2 separate regions of the Sus scrofa genome follow, and region 1 is linked to region 2. The links are chromatin contacts, called in public HiChIP or PLAC-seq maps. All regions are on one chromosome and are shown on one strand. Each heading gives the region's core, a stretch centred on a gene start, on an enhancer-like site or on the middle of the called end of the contact. The rest is flanking DNA. Distances are from core to core; before and after follow the strand shown. Region 1 overlaps ESR1 (estrogen receptor 1). Region 2 overlaps ESR1 (estrogen receptor 1).

The links. HiChIP or PLAC-seq counts read pairs in DNA pulled down with a chosen protein or histone mark.
Region 1: a contact with region 2 is called in an H3K27ac HiChIP or PLAC-seq map of skeletal muscle. The contact joins two enhancer-like sites. A contact is called at or near these places in 1 of 47 Hi-C or Micro-C datasets (liver) and 1 of 2 datasets of contacts at active chromatin or transcription factors (skeletal muscle).

What each region holds. Positions count from the first base shown.
Region 1 is chr1:14,389,889-14,396,278 of Sscrofa11.1, forward strand. All of the region lies in intron 3 of ESR1 (estrogen receptor 1), which reads right to left. Among named protein-coding and RNA genes, the nearest start is that of ESR1, 98 kb to the right of the region's middle. Within about 2 kb of position 1,758, at least 8 of the 83 cell types and tissues checked have an H3K27ac peak or open chromatin away from gene starts, as enhancers often do. A contact at or near this core is called in skeletal muscle, where this site is marked.
Region 2 is chr1:14,247,790-14,254,678 of Sscrofa11.1, forward strand. It overlaps ESR1 (estrogen receptor 1), which reads right to left. Exons shown (of 8, transcript NM_214220.1): 6 at 4,238-4,371. Among named protein-coding and RNA genes, the nearest start is that of ESR1, 240 kb to the right of the region's middle. Within about 2 kb of position 2,587, at least 3 of the 83 cell types and tissues checked have an H3K27ac peak or open chromatin away from gene starts, as enhancers often do. A contact at or near this core is called in skeletal muscle, where this site is marked.

The DNA.
Region 1 (6,390 bases), core at 508-3,007, 140 kb after region 2:
TGACCTCAAATCTTATAGAATATATTAATAACATGAGTTTGATACACCAGAACATCTTGGCCACTATCAGTTGTTGAAATTTTAATTATAGCAGTTTTCAAAATAAGTCTTTCTGATAAGGCAACTCAGTGTGAGTAAAGTAAGCCTTAAATAAATTGCTAAATAAAAGAAGTTAGGATCAATCTTTCTGCATTAAATCTTCTGATCCAGTAATGTAACTGAAGCAGCCAGTAGTCTAATTCCATGATTTGATTCCTCTGTCCCTTCCCCATACTGTTAAGTTTTGTTTTCATCATCTTATACAATTTTTGGAATAAATCTGTTAGTAGTGGGGAGAAGTCTGTGTGCAAGACCCAAACAAGATGGGTTAATCAGTTCAGTTTTCTTTGAAAGTAATTACCAACATTTCCACCATGCTACTGTCACAACCACCAGTTAACCTCAATTGTCCCAGGTGCTGTGTACCAGCCAATGCTGTGCTGCTCTTCCAGCCCAGTAGCCCATCTGCCAACTTCTCAACAAACTGTAGTATGCACGAGGAACCATAATACTTCATGGTGTTATTGGTCAGCACCCAAATTCAAATAAACTAGCAAGTTCTCTTAACACTAGGGTCCTCTGGGGTGATTAACCATTATGAGTTAATTGACCTTGATGAGTCTACTGTGTACAGACAAGCAGTGTTTCTTTTCCCCTTTCTTCCTAAACTAGAACCCCAGCTGTACCTGCTCTACTTATCCACCTGCATAAGAGTCATCAGAGCCCACCATGGTGGCCAATCATGCCATCCCAGCCCAGTCTTTGTCCTTCTTCCCAGGCTCCAGAGCTAGGCTCCTATTTGCTGTGATAAGAAGAACTCAGCAATGATGGAAGGGAGCAGCTGCAGCTCTACAACTGAAGAAAACTTAATTAATATGCTGTCAGCCCTGCCTGGTCATGCCTGTTCCACTGCAGAGTGTGTGCCCACAAGTTTACAACAATCCACGTTTCTGCCCTGTTGAGCTGGAGTCGCCTGGCTGAAAAGCACTTGACAAACAAACTGCCCGAGTCCACAGTGATTCTGAAATCAGCATGTACTTATGTTTACAGTCTGAAAAACAAAACTCATATACATTATGGCTCTTAAAATGAATTACACAGAGTAAGAGCATAGAGAGTACTGGTCTCCCTTTTCACCAAATCCTACTGGGAAACTATAATTATTTTAGTTATATTTGATAATTCACCAATTTCACATTGATAAAATTTAATTCAAAAATGGATTGCATTGTTCCTGTTCTGGTGAGCTGCTGTACTATTTTTAAAATGTCCCTTTTGGATGCTGAAGCAACCAAAGAGGTAGCCTTTGTATGGGAATTCACTGTTCTGGAATTTTCCCAAAAGTCTAGGCAGGGACTGAATGCCAAGAATGGGAAATCAATCACAGGTTACCACACCTTTAATTGCATGTCAAATCACGCTGCCTTATGCTGGCAACCAAACCCAGTGTCAGGGTCCAAATCAAGTGAGGAGTCAGCCACGATCACATGTATTCTCAATGACATCCGTTTTGACTTTAAAGTATAATGGCCACTCTTAAAGCTACTGTGCATTTTAATAAAAGCTCGGCTAATAAAACCTTGTTTCTAGAGACAGCTGTGGCAGGCTGTTCTATAAGAATCTGATTTATTAATAACAAAATTTATGGGGTGAGGAGAAAAGCAGTGCAGATTTTTCTTGCCTGGCTTCATTTCCCTGTAATATCTTATGATGAGTCTCCTGCTGGCAGGCATTCTGTAGCCAAGAGGAATAAATACGACACCAAGGTTTCCCTGTGAAGTTCTCTCTTTTCTCCCATTTCTTAACAGTTCTGCTACGCAGGCCTGCAGTTCTCCTTCTCCGACTTGCAAAAGAAACAGTTTGCCTCCCCACCTCCCAATGGGTGGCCTCTCTGTCTCATGCTGATCGATGCAGAGCTGGATACAAAGAAAGTCCCTGTTGTCTTTAATTTGGTCACGGATGAATCTTGCCGGCCTGACTTGAGTCACCAACACCCAATCACATCCTCTTGGACAAGAAGTGCCTGCCAGTGGGACAGTCATCCTACAACAATCCCACAGTTGGAGCACAAAGTCGTTCACCCTAGCTGGTGATTTAACAAATCCTTAAGTGGGTGCACACCAAATTTCTCGAGGCTGAAATGGGGTTCTCCCTTTTTATCAACTCTCATCTGTGAACTCTGTCACCTTAAATACATTAGAGAATCATTCATCTGCTCTACAGGACTGAAGCCCAGTGCTGGGTAAGTTAGAGGCTCCGTATATACACGTTAAATGATGAATTTATTACTTAACCTGGTAACTCCCAGAAATCACCAGAGCTCTGTTCCTAAAATGTTGACCTGAGCAAGTACAAAAGAACTAGGGGAAGAAGAAACCAAGAATGATCAAGCACCTTAAGGATCATAAAATTCTACCACCGTATTAATAGAGAGCTCAGCAAAAGGAAATATCTTGTTCTTACCACCGATATAGCAGCAATTCTGTTTTAACCATATATATCCCCTATTGCCCAAGCCAGAAAATTTCTCTCCCTAAAACACACCAAGATTTTAAAGGTTTTTTTTAACGATAAGGACTATGCTTCGTTCTTTGTATTTTCCACTAGACTTACCTCTGTGCCTTGTAAATAAATTAGCTTTCCTAGGTAGTGATCAATGAATGTTTCGTGTGCTGACTCAAACCAGTGCCTTTCAAAGAAAACAACATTCCATTGGGAGTAATAGTATCATCTCGAGGCCAGGCTTTTCTCTACGGAATCTCCATTTTCCTCATCTTTGACTGTATTTCAGTATTAGTGGCTCCTCATTCGATCCAAACAAAGTAACAAACTTATTATACTGTGATTTATTCCTGAATATCAAATATCTTGCCCTTTCTGATTTGAATTCCATTATTCACGCTCGCAAGTTCTTACCCACTTTTCAGAAAAATTAATGCATCTCGATGCAGGCTGCGTGTACACATCTGTTTACCTCACCAAATATCAACTGGCTCCTTTGCTTACAATTGTCAGAGCTGAAATTCTATTGCAAATATCTTAAACAAGCTTATTTATCAAATGTCAAATGCTAAACATATGCTGCTCCAGAATACTCGTCCTTCAGTGGGAAGATACTTAGCAACCTGACATAACACCTGGTTTCCTATAAAACATAGATTTCGCTGCTGAGGAGAGGGAAAGAGAGAGAAAGAAAGGCCCTTGGTCAGATTGCAAAAGCTGATGTCAGTGATCAGTACAGTAGTTAGGTTGGCAGAAGAAATGCCAAAATAAGCTGGCAAGAACACTCTTAAACCCAGCTAAGGTGCACATGCAAACTTGAAAAAAGAATCTATAAAACTAGCTCAAGACCAGATAACTCATCAAGCATGGCTAACAGTCTAATCACAAGCCAAATTTACAGAATGGGGTCCATTTCATCATTTGATTCCTTGAAGCCTTAATACTTTGTGAAGATAATTAAGCTGTTCCCTGGCCTTGTACATACTACATCTGTATCCATTTCTAAAAGCCAGTCATTTTGCCCATGTTTAGTGCAAATCACAAGTTATAATAAAGGATAGTGTTGAGAATCAGAATGAAGACCATAGCCCAAATGGGAAAAAATGTTCCTATTGCTACAATTTCAGAGAAAAGTTCTTAGAGAAATTATAGATAATTAGAATATGGAGAGATAAAGGTGGAAAAGTAATAGATTCCAAGTGTTCTTGATGGTGAAAGAGCTTCCCCAGAAGTGTACTGTTTCTGGAGAAAACACAGGAGGACTCTTGCCCTTTCTCACAAGGGATAGTGCCACCTACATAACCAACTTCTTCAAATTCTTAGATTCCTGACAATTGGTAGGTGTAAGCCTCTTTCAAGCTTACTATATTTTTGGAAATGATTATGGTATACAAAATATATATTTTTCTTGGGATTCTAGGAACTCTAGTAAACAAACTGAAAATACCCATCCTGTTTAAACTGGCAGGGCTTTGATTCAATTAAGAAAGAGGCCATTAGTGAGTTCTCATTGTGGCTCATCGGGTTAAGAACCTGACTAGTATCCATGAAGATGCAGGTTCAATCCCTGACCTTGCTCAGTGGCTTAAGGATCCCGCATTGCTGTTGCTGTGGCACAGGCTGGCACCTGTAGCTTTGATTCACACCCTAGCCTGGTAACTTCCATATGCCACAGGCCCTAAAAAAGAAAAGAAAGAAAGAAAGGAGGCCATTAGAGTTGAACACATGGGCATCCAGGTTTATTCACAGGGATACCTCAGTGTCTAAGACCTCCAGCCTTCCAGAAAGAGCTTGTGTCTCATTATTAAGCTAGTGATGATGGCCCGAATGGTCTGATTAGGGAAAAGGTAGAAAGAAGAAATCATTTCAAGCAAGGTGACAGACATGCTTTGTAACTGAGTATGAAATACTTTTAAAGCTAGAGAGAGTATTTAGTTGAGGTTTGATCAGATGGGAAACCCAACCTAATAATTTCTCTAGAGCCAATACCAAGATTTTTGGTTATAGAAGTGAAAGCATGTTTAGCTACCTATGTAGCCCATTTATGCAATAATAATAATAAAAGTATTTTCACACTGAAATGGTTTTATCGAGGCTAAAGTTCACCTAATGAATTCAAAGCAGAAGTGTCCACTTTTCGGAAGGAAGAGAGTTACCACTATGGAGGCTATTATGTTCTGTGGAGGCTGACTTTCATGTCACTTCATTGAAACATCTGAGCTGTTAACCCCAACTTTCTAAATGAAGGAGCTCAGGGAAGTGACAGTGGCTTAACCCAAAGGCACACAATTAGGAACAACCAAAAATTAGAACTCAAGATTGCTCATCTCGAAGTCCATGCCCGTTCCCCTTATAGCATCCCTGCTACTACTGTGATGTGTCAAATGCCATGTCATGACGATTTGCCTTATGAGTCTGTCAACCCAGTGCACAGAATATGCAGATTCCATTCTTATTTCTTTCTATCACATTCATGATGAGTTATTTTACTTCAGCTGCATTGCACATTACGCAGTACTGTGACTATGCTAGAAAACTCTTTCACCAGCCCTTGGTGACTTTGAATCCATTCAGAAGTTATGCATCTACTATGATTAAGCAGGATAGGAAGACAGTTTCAATCAGTAAGCAGACGGGTTTTAAATATGGCAATGCACAGATGATGAAGTCGAAAGGAAGCTGAGGTTGTTTTTTAATTTTAAAAAAGTGGACACAAGTACAAAGGATCATCGGAGAATCTTAAAGAAATTGTGAGTCCTGAATTGCAGAGAATGGAGCAGAGGAAAAAGTTCTTTACAGGAGACTGAAAGAGAGAGAGAGAGAGAGAAAATTGGCTCGCTGAAAATGATGAGGGAGTTGGAGAGAGGGATAAGGAAATGACAGTTATTTTTCCCATGATTTTAAAGTGAAGGCATAGACCACAGAGCTCCTGAAACCGAACATTTTATTTTTTCAGAGAGAAAGCACATCAAGACCACATGCAACACAGGAAAGAGAAATTTCAGTTTTGATGAAATATCTTGAATGGAAACAAGAAAAAAATGGGGGTTGAGGGGTCTCTAAAGACATTACTTTGAAAATTACAAGATGATTGCAACTTTTTAAAAGGAATCATTTTTTAACTAAGGACCCGATTGTTAAAAGAATTTTCTGGTAATTTAGGGATGCTTATAATTTTTAGCTCGGTAAGTGAAAAGAAGATCGAATATACACTATTCTTCTTCATCATATTACAATTTTACAAAATCTGAAATATCACCCTGGGAAAGACTCAGCCTGCTTTGGAAGAACAAAATTAAAACTGAGGCTATATGGACTAAAATGGAAAAAAAAGATCACTTTGGTTTCCAGGTCCTATTGAAATAAGTTGCTCGTAGGTATTCTAAGAGAATGAACTTTCTAGAGTGACTATCTGTATATTATGAGCTATTAATTACAATTATCAAGTACAATAACTAATATCTGTCAAAGATATTAGTTAAATTGTCATTTTAATAATTCTCCTTTGTACCGGTGAATGTCATTATTCGAAATGGGGTGAAACTTAACAGAATGAACTTGTTAAAAATAAAGCGTATGCATCTACGAGATCTTAATTATAATTACATAGTCATTTGTGATCATTTCCAATAGTTCTTGGCAAAGACAAATGAGCATAATGAGTTCCATTAACGGGCTGATGGGTTCTGTTTACGTGCAAGGAAGGGACTTAATAAAAGTGTCCGAAATAGCAGGAGGGCATACGAAGTGAAATACGAAGGAGAGGGAATAGCTGCACAATGGTGTGAGTAGAAGCATCATGTCATGCACGAGATTTCAAGTGATTTGAAAAAGTGACTCTTCGCCAAA
Region 2 (6,889 bases), core at 1,337-3,836:
AATCAATTATTATCCATGAGATAAATCTTCCTCTAATATTACTCTAAACACAATTACATAGCACCATTAACAAAGCCTCGGGAGAACAGTAACAATCTATTGTTGTCATTACCCCTGCGTCCTTGCATATTTTTTTTAAGCCTCTCGGGAGGGAGGCCTTAAGCTAAAAGCACTTAATTATATTGAAAAAAGGAATGAACTGACTCTGTTTATGCCAGATTCTCATGCGTGAGGATGACAGCTGCTGCTGACTGAAGACCTACTGTGTTCCATGAAGGGCATTAGACACTGGATACATCATTTTCCCTTCATCTCACAATAACCCAAGGAGATGGGCATTCTTTTTTCTCACAGAATAACTTGACATTATCTATAGGACACTGAAAAGGATGATATGTTTCACCACAGTAGGAAGAGCAAAGGGAAAACGGGGACTTTCTAGGTCCTTCTGGTCATGTCCAGCAAATTAGGGTCTGTGAAATGAGAGAAGGGTATAATACTTGTTGCCAGTTCACCGGTTGTGAGCAATACAAAATAATAACAATAGTTATAGGGAAATTAGGATATACATGCATAAAGTACCCACCCAAGGTAAAGTGAAAAACTGAAAAAAACAAAATCAAAGGACCATGGCGTTCATTGTCATACATCTGGCACAAAGTTTAGAGCTGGGAATTCCATAAAGGATGAGTTACGGAGTAAATGAAGGAAATTATTGAATCAGTGAATGAAATCAATCAACCAACTGACCAAATGCTAGATTATAGGAGGTACGGTTCTAAGAACTCAAAGAATCAAGAGAAGAAAGGCTTGTTATGGACTTGGGTTGTAGCTAGATTTCCTGAGTAAGGTGAGATCTGAACTGGGCTTGAAGAATTCAAAATACTAGAATTAGAATGAAGAACTGAAGTCCCATTGGGTAGAAAGAATATTGTAAACGGGCATAGCACCTCCTTCCTTGTCCCGCTCTAAAGCTCCAGCTCCATTCTCCTCTCCCACTGCTGCTTCCTCACAGCCCTCTGCCCTGAGTTCATCTGCTCTGTTCTCATTTGCCCAACTTGAACTCTGTCCAGCTAGTTCTCAGAATGCCCTGAAGCTCACATTGATTTGGCTAAAGCATCTCTGGATTAACCAGGAACGTCTCTGTCCTTCGGTGGGGGTGGAAAAACAAACAGTGTTTGTCCTATGGATGAGTTGAAGCTTCTGCAAGCAGAGTAATAAATTTTTCTATTGCAGAGATCATGATGCCTATCTCCCACTTCCAAACAGCAGTGAAAAGAGCTTCCCCTGGAGATTCTGGGATTTGGGAGACCTTCTCAAGTCTTCCATCAAGGCTAACAGGTCTTCACAACAACCTTTCAACTCCCCTCGTGCCTCTGCCCCAACATCAAGGCCAATGTAAACACACCCTTCTCAGACTGTGGGGATGGAGCTCAACACAAAACCCAAGGTTTCTCCATACTTTGAGATCTTATTGCCCAGGGATCAGAAAAGCATCTTTGAGCTCGGGTTTCCTGAATCATTTCTAGCTTGGCTTCTGTCAGAGATTCCCGGAGTTAGAGTCATTTTGTAATTTATCCCATGACAGGTGAAGAGCTGCCCCTGACCGGAGCCATGAATTGGTTGGGTTATTACAAAAGTCCATACCTCCAGTTGTGGGGTAAAAAAACTGTTGATCGTGGTGTCCCCCATGTGGCATATGATCCCTTTTTAACTCCAAAAAAGGCTCCGAGTACCACACCACTGTGTTTCAGAGTCAGGTCCTTTCTGATTCTGTATTTCAGGAACAATATGAGACACCAGGAGCTGTGCTCAGCAGCCGGTCTGCTTTTCCAACACATAGCTCGCTTTTGGAGTGGAAAGAGTGATTTCATTTTCCCCAGGTTGAGCGATGGCTTCTGTTTTGCTACTGCTCAAGGGCTGACCTTGAGCGAAAAGACGAGCTTCTGGTATCTCACCAAAAAGACAACAATAAACTCTGTCAGTAAGACAGTGCCTTGCATCTCCAAAATAGTGCTCCAAACCCTTCCAGTGCAAAGAAGCTCACAGAAGATCCTGAGGCAGAAGTGCAAGAACAACGATGGAGCAGGAGAGTTTAACTGGTGTCATGAGGCATCAGGTAGGGATCCAAATCCTTGGGTTGGAAATACTGTTTTGAGATGCTGGTGCCAGTATTTAATAAAAGACTTTCTTGTGCGGGCTGAAAGTTTTTTCCTCTGGGATTTGAAAAACTTAGGTCTATAAATCCAATATTCCGATGGCAAAAGTCCTGCCTTTTTTTAATTACATAATATGAGAAAAAACATACCCTCTCAGAGGAGCAGACCAATAAACACAAGAAAAAGCTATACAGATCTGAAGGAAATATTTTGATGACCAAAATCAGCGTGTCTACTTTTTTGTAGATTATATAACTCTGGCTACTTTCACTTCCTGTCTGGGGTATTATTTCCTGGAAAAAAAGTCCCAGCACGTGATAAGCCAGCCTTCCCTGAAATTAACAGATTGCCCACACGAGAGCCATTGGCATGTGCCAGCCCTCCACCGAAGAAGGAGCAGGTTCAGGACCTGGCAGTGCACAGCCGAGTGGCACTGCTCCCAGAGCTCTCCTACAATAAAGAGCCATTGTGGGATCTGGACCCTTCAACGTGCAGGACAAATGACGAAAATGAAAAGCACAATGCACGTGAGTGGAACCAGAAACTTGAATGGAGTGGTAATCACTTCCTTAGTAGAGACCGCATTATGTTTTGTGCAACTTCGCTCCGCAATTCCGTCCTTGCCTCGTGTAATTGTACAGATTTCCATTTATCGGTTGATAAGGGAGAGTGATTACTATGATAACCATTAAGCAATACAGGTTACCAGCATTGGTGGGGAAGAGAAGTGGAAAATTGTTAGGGGACGTGGGCCGGGATTGGCAATCATTAGGAAGAAACAAAATACCTCAAAAGACAAGGAAGCGCCGATTCTCTCATGTGGGATCAACACAAACTGCAGTTCAGCTACTGGGAAATTTGAGACCGTATCTAACGGTCTAAGAAACTCAGTCTAAACCAGGCCCAGGGCTTCCAAACAGCCGTGATCTCTAAGTGAGGATGAGGTCTCAGATGTGACGTGGGCCTGGGGCTGGGGGATTAGGGTTCAGGTTAAGGGTATCTATGTGCAGCTGACACCTCATTATTAAGCTTCAGGTGCTACAAATTGGAGATCAAGTGCTTAGATCCAAATACAGAGAAGGCTGGGACGAGTCAGGGTGCTAATTCCGGCTGAGCCAGAGTTTCCATCTGGGTGACCTGGAGTGACTCGTTATACAACCGCCAACCTCACTCCAAAAAAAAAAAAAAAAAACCACCAACTAGATGCCACTCTCAGCTAAGCTTTCTCAAGGGAATAGGAGGGGACAGTTGAATTAGACACCATGGATCAAATGAAAACTGTTCCTTCTGCTGGACCAATGTGCTGAATTCCACGTTCCTCAGGTTCAGAACCAGGTTTTTCTACCTCTTGAACCAATTACATTTTTCAGCTCATCAGTTTTGACCAGAAACATGGTCTGTCTCAAATAAGCCTCTTTCCTTAGGACCTGGAATTTGGCATTGGTCACAATTTCTTAACAGGGTCTCTCGATCTACTTAACACTCTGACATCTGTAACTAGCAACAGACCTATGTCCACATGGACGTAACTTTTTTGTTCTCTTTTCAGGGCCGCACCCATGGCATACAGAAGTCCCCAGGCTGGGGTCAAATTGCAGCTGCAGTTGCCAGCCTACACCACAGCCACAGCAACACCAGATCCAAGCCACATCTGCAACCTACACCACACTTGCAGCAACACAGAATCCTTAACCCACTGAGTGAGGCAGGGATCAAACCCCCATTCTCACGGACACTGTGTTGGATTCTTAACCTGCTGAGCCAAAATGGGAACTCCCGCATGTACCATTTTAACAAAAATATCTATGAAAGGATGCAAATATTTCAATAAAAGGCCATTTGATTCAATGTTTCATTTTTGTTTTTCATTCATCATATTTGACTACCTCGATAAGCAATCTCTAAAGAAGACAGTTATTTTATTTTATTTATTATTAAAAAAATTTTAAATGTGTGTCAGTTGTTTCTTGCAATTTGTGATTGTGCCTTCAGAGCAAGTAGCTTGTATCTGGTTGAAAACACAAATAAATACATCTTTCAGGAACCAGGCATTAAATTTTCCCATGTTATCAACTCACCAGAATTAAGCAAAATGATGGATTTGAGGCACACAAACTCCTCTCCCTGGAGATTCATCATACGGAAGCGAGACGATGTAGCCAGCAACATGTCAAAGATCTCCACCATTCCCTCGACACACTTGCCCTGGTTCCTGGGAGAACACAGAAAAAGAAGTATTAAAGAACAGAAAAGCTTCCAGAAGACACAATAAGGTTCACATTCATAAAAATCTACTGGCTCCAAATCTGCAACAAAAACCCCCCACAGCCCATTCTCTTCATGGAACATGAACATGCATTGGAATTCTAGAAGGTAAGATGCAAAAAGACTTCCCATCAATAAAACATGCTCATTTCAAATTCTTAGAAGAGATGTGTTATTCCATCTCAGAATCTACCATATTCAATATGAAGCTCTTCAACCGGTGAGTAATTAAAAATAACGCGAATTCAGGTAAATTTTTTCTAATGAATATTTATCAATCTGCTACTATATTCTAGACATTGTGGTAGTAATGAGAAGAAAAATAGGGCCTCTATTCTCATTATGTTCATGGATTTAAATAATATGACCAGTCCTAATAAACTGCTATAAAGTGCCTTTTTTTAAAAAATTTTTTTATTTTTTTGTCTTTTCTTCTTTTCCAAGGCCGCACTTGCAGCATATGGAGGTTCCCAGGCTAGGGGTCTAATCGGAGCTGTAGCTGCCGGCCTACACCACAGCCACAACAACTCGAGATCTGAGCCGCATCTGTGACCTACACCACAGCTCACGGCAATGCTGGATCCTTAACCCACTGAGCAAGGCCAGGGATCAAACCCGAAACCTCATGGTTCCTAGTCGGATTTCGTTAACCACTGCGCCACGATGGGAACTCCTATAAAGTGCTTTTGAAATATAGGACAAACTGTGAAAACTGTGAGCTTTAGTGGTCCTGGAACTATTGATGTTGCCTAGGATGACAGGTAAGATCCGCTGAGCCAGTGGCATTTGTAGGATTTCACTGAGCTGAGGTGCGAAAGCATCATTGGAAGAAGTCCTGAACATGCAAAGGGGAAGCAGCACGGACGAGCTAGAGGGAGGAGGAGATGGGAAAGTAATCTGGGAGAGAAGAAAAATGTCAGCTGATGAAGGATGTGCTACATCGTTATAAGGAGTTTGGGCTTTTCTCCTGTACAACAGAGCCTTGGCATCAAGGATTTAACATGAGTAGTTGCAACAATTAAATAATCATACTCAAAGGTTCAAAACAGGTAATTTTCAAAAAGAAAGCATTAGTATTTTTCCCCATGGGGTTGGTGCAGAAATTAAATGAGGAGATAATACATGTGAAAGGAATTCAGTCATCTTGTTATTCATGAGCTGAATTTGCGCATGATGGCTCGAAGCTAAAATTTTTTTTTTTAATTAAAAAAATTTTTTTTTGTCTTTTTGCCTTTTCTAGGGTGGCTCCTGTGGCATATAGAGGTTCCCAGGCTAGGGGTCTAATCAGAGCTGTAGCCGCCAGCCTACACCAGAGCCACAGCAACACGGGATCCGAGCTGTGTCTGCAACCTACACCACAGCTCACGGCAACACCGGATCCTTAACCCACTGAGCATAGGCAGGGATCGAACCCGAAATCTCATGGTTCCTAGTCGGATTTGTTAACCACTGAGCCATGATGGGAACTCCTCGAAGCTAAAATATTTTAGGCACATGCAAACATACGTTTGTGAAATACATAAAAATTTAAAATGCAAACATTAAACACATTACCCAGAACCTTGCTTTGATTTGTTTTTAATTGACATATTTTGGAGTTCTTCATCAACTATTTTTTAACAGTTCCATCGTTTTTCACTAAACAAAATGTTATAATTTCTTTAACCACTTCTTTGTCAGTTGACATTTAGTTTGCTTTCAAGTATTTTTCTGTTACAAACATTTCATGCAATGACTATACTTATGTTTGTCTTTGGACACATGTATAGACAGCTATAGAATAAATTCCTAAAGCCAAATTCCTAAACCAGAGGACTCATATACTTTTAATTTGGACAAAGAGTTCAGATACTGCTTCTAAAGAGCTTGTATCATTAGGCTGTTGGTAGGAGAATATATTGCTATGAGCTTTTTCTCTGAGCTGTCTGCTTTTGTCCTTTGCCCATATTTTCTGTTGGGTTGTTGGTTTGTTTCACATTGATTATTAAGAGCTCTTTATATATTATAGTAATTAGTATTTTGTTCTATGTGCTTTTAATTATTTTCTCATTATTTGTCATATTTTTCTTTTGATTTTATTGCTGGTATTTTCTTCTGCAAAACATTTAATTGTTACATAAGCAAATTTATCAAACCTTCCTTTATGACTTTAGAATATCATGTCTTGCTTACAAAGGTCATTCTCCCTCCCAACAACATATAAAAAATTGTCCTTTAAAAAAAAAAAAAAAAAAAACTGTCTTAGGAGTTCCCATGGTGGCTCAGCAGAAACAAATCTGACTAGGATCCATGAACACACAAGTTTGATCCCTGGCCTCGCTCAGTGGGTTAAGGATCAGGCGTAGCTGTGAGCTGTGGTGTAGGTCACAGACTTGGTGCAGATCCTGCATTGCTGTGGCTGTGGCATAGGCCAGCAGCTACAGCTCCGATTCAACTCTTACCCTGGGAACTTCTGTGTGCCATGT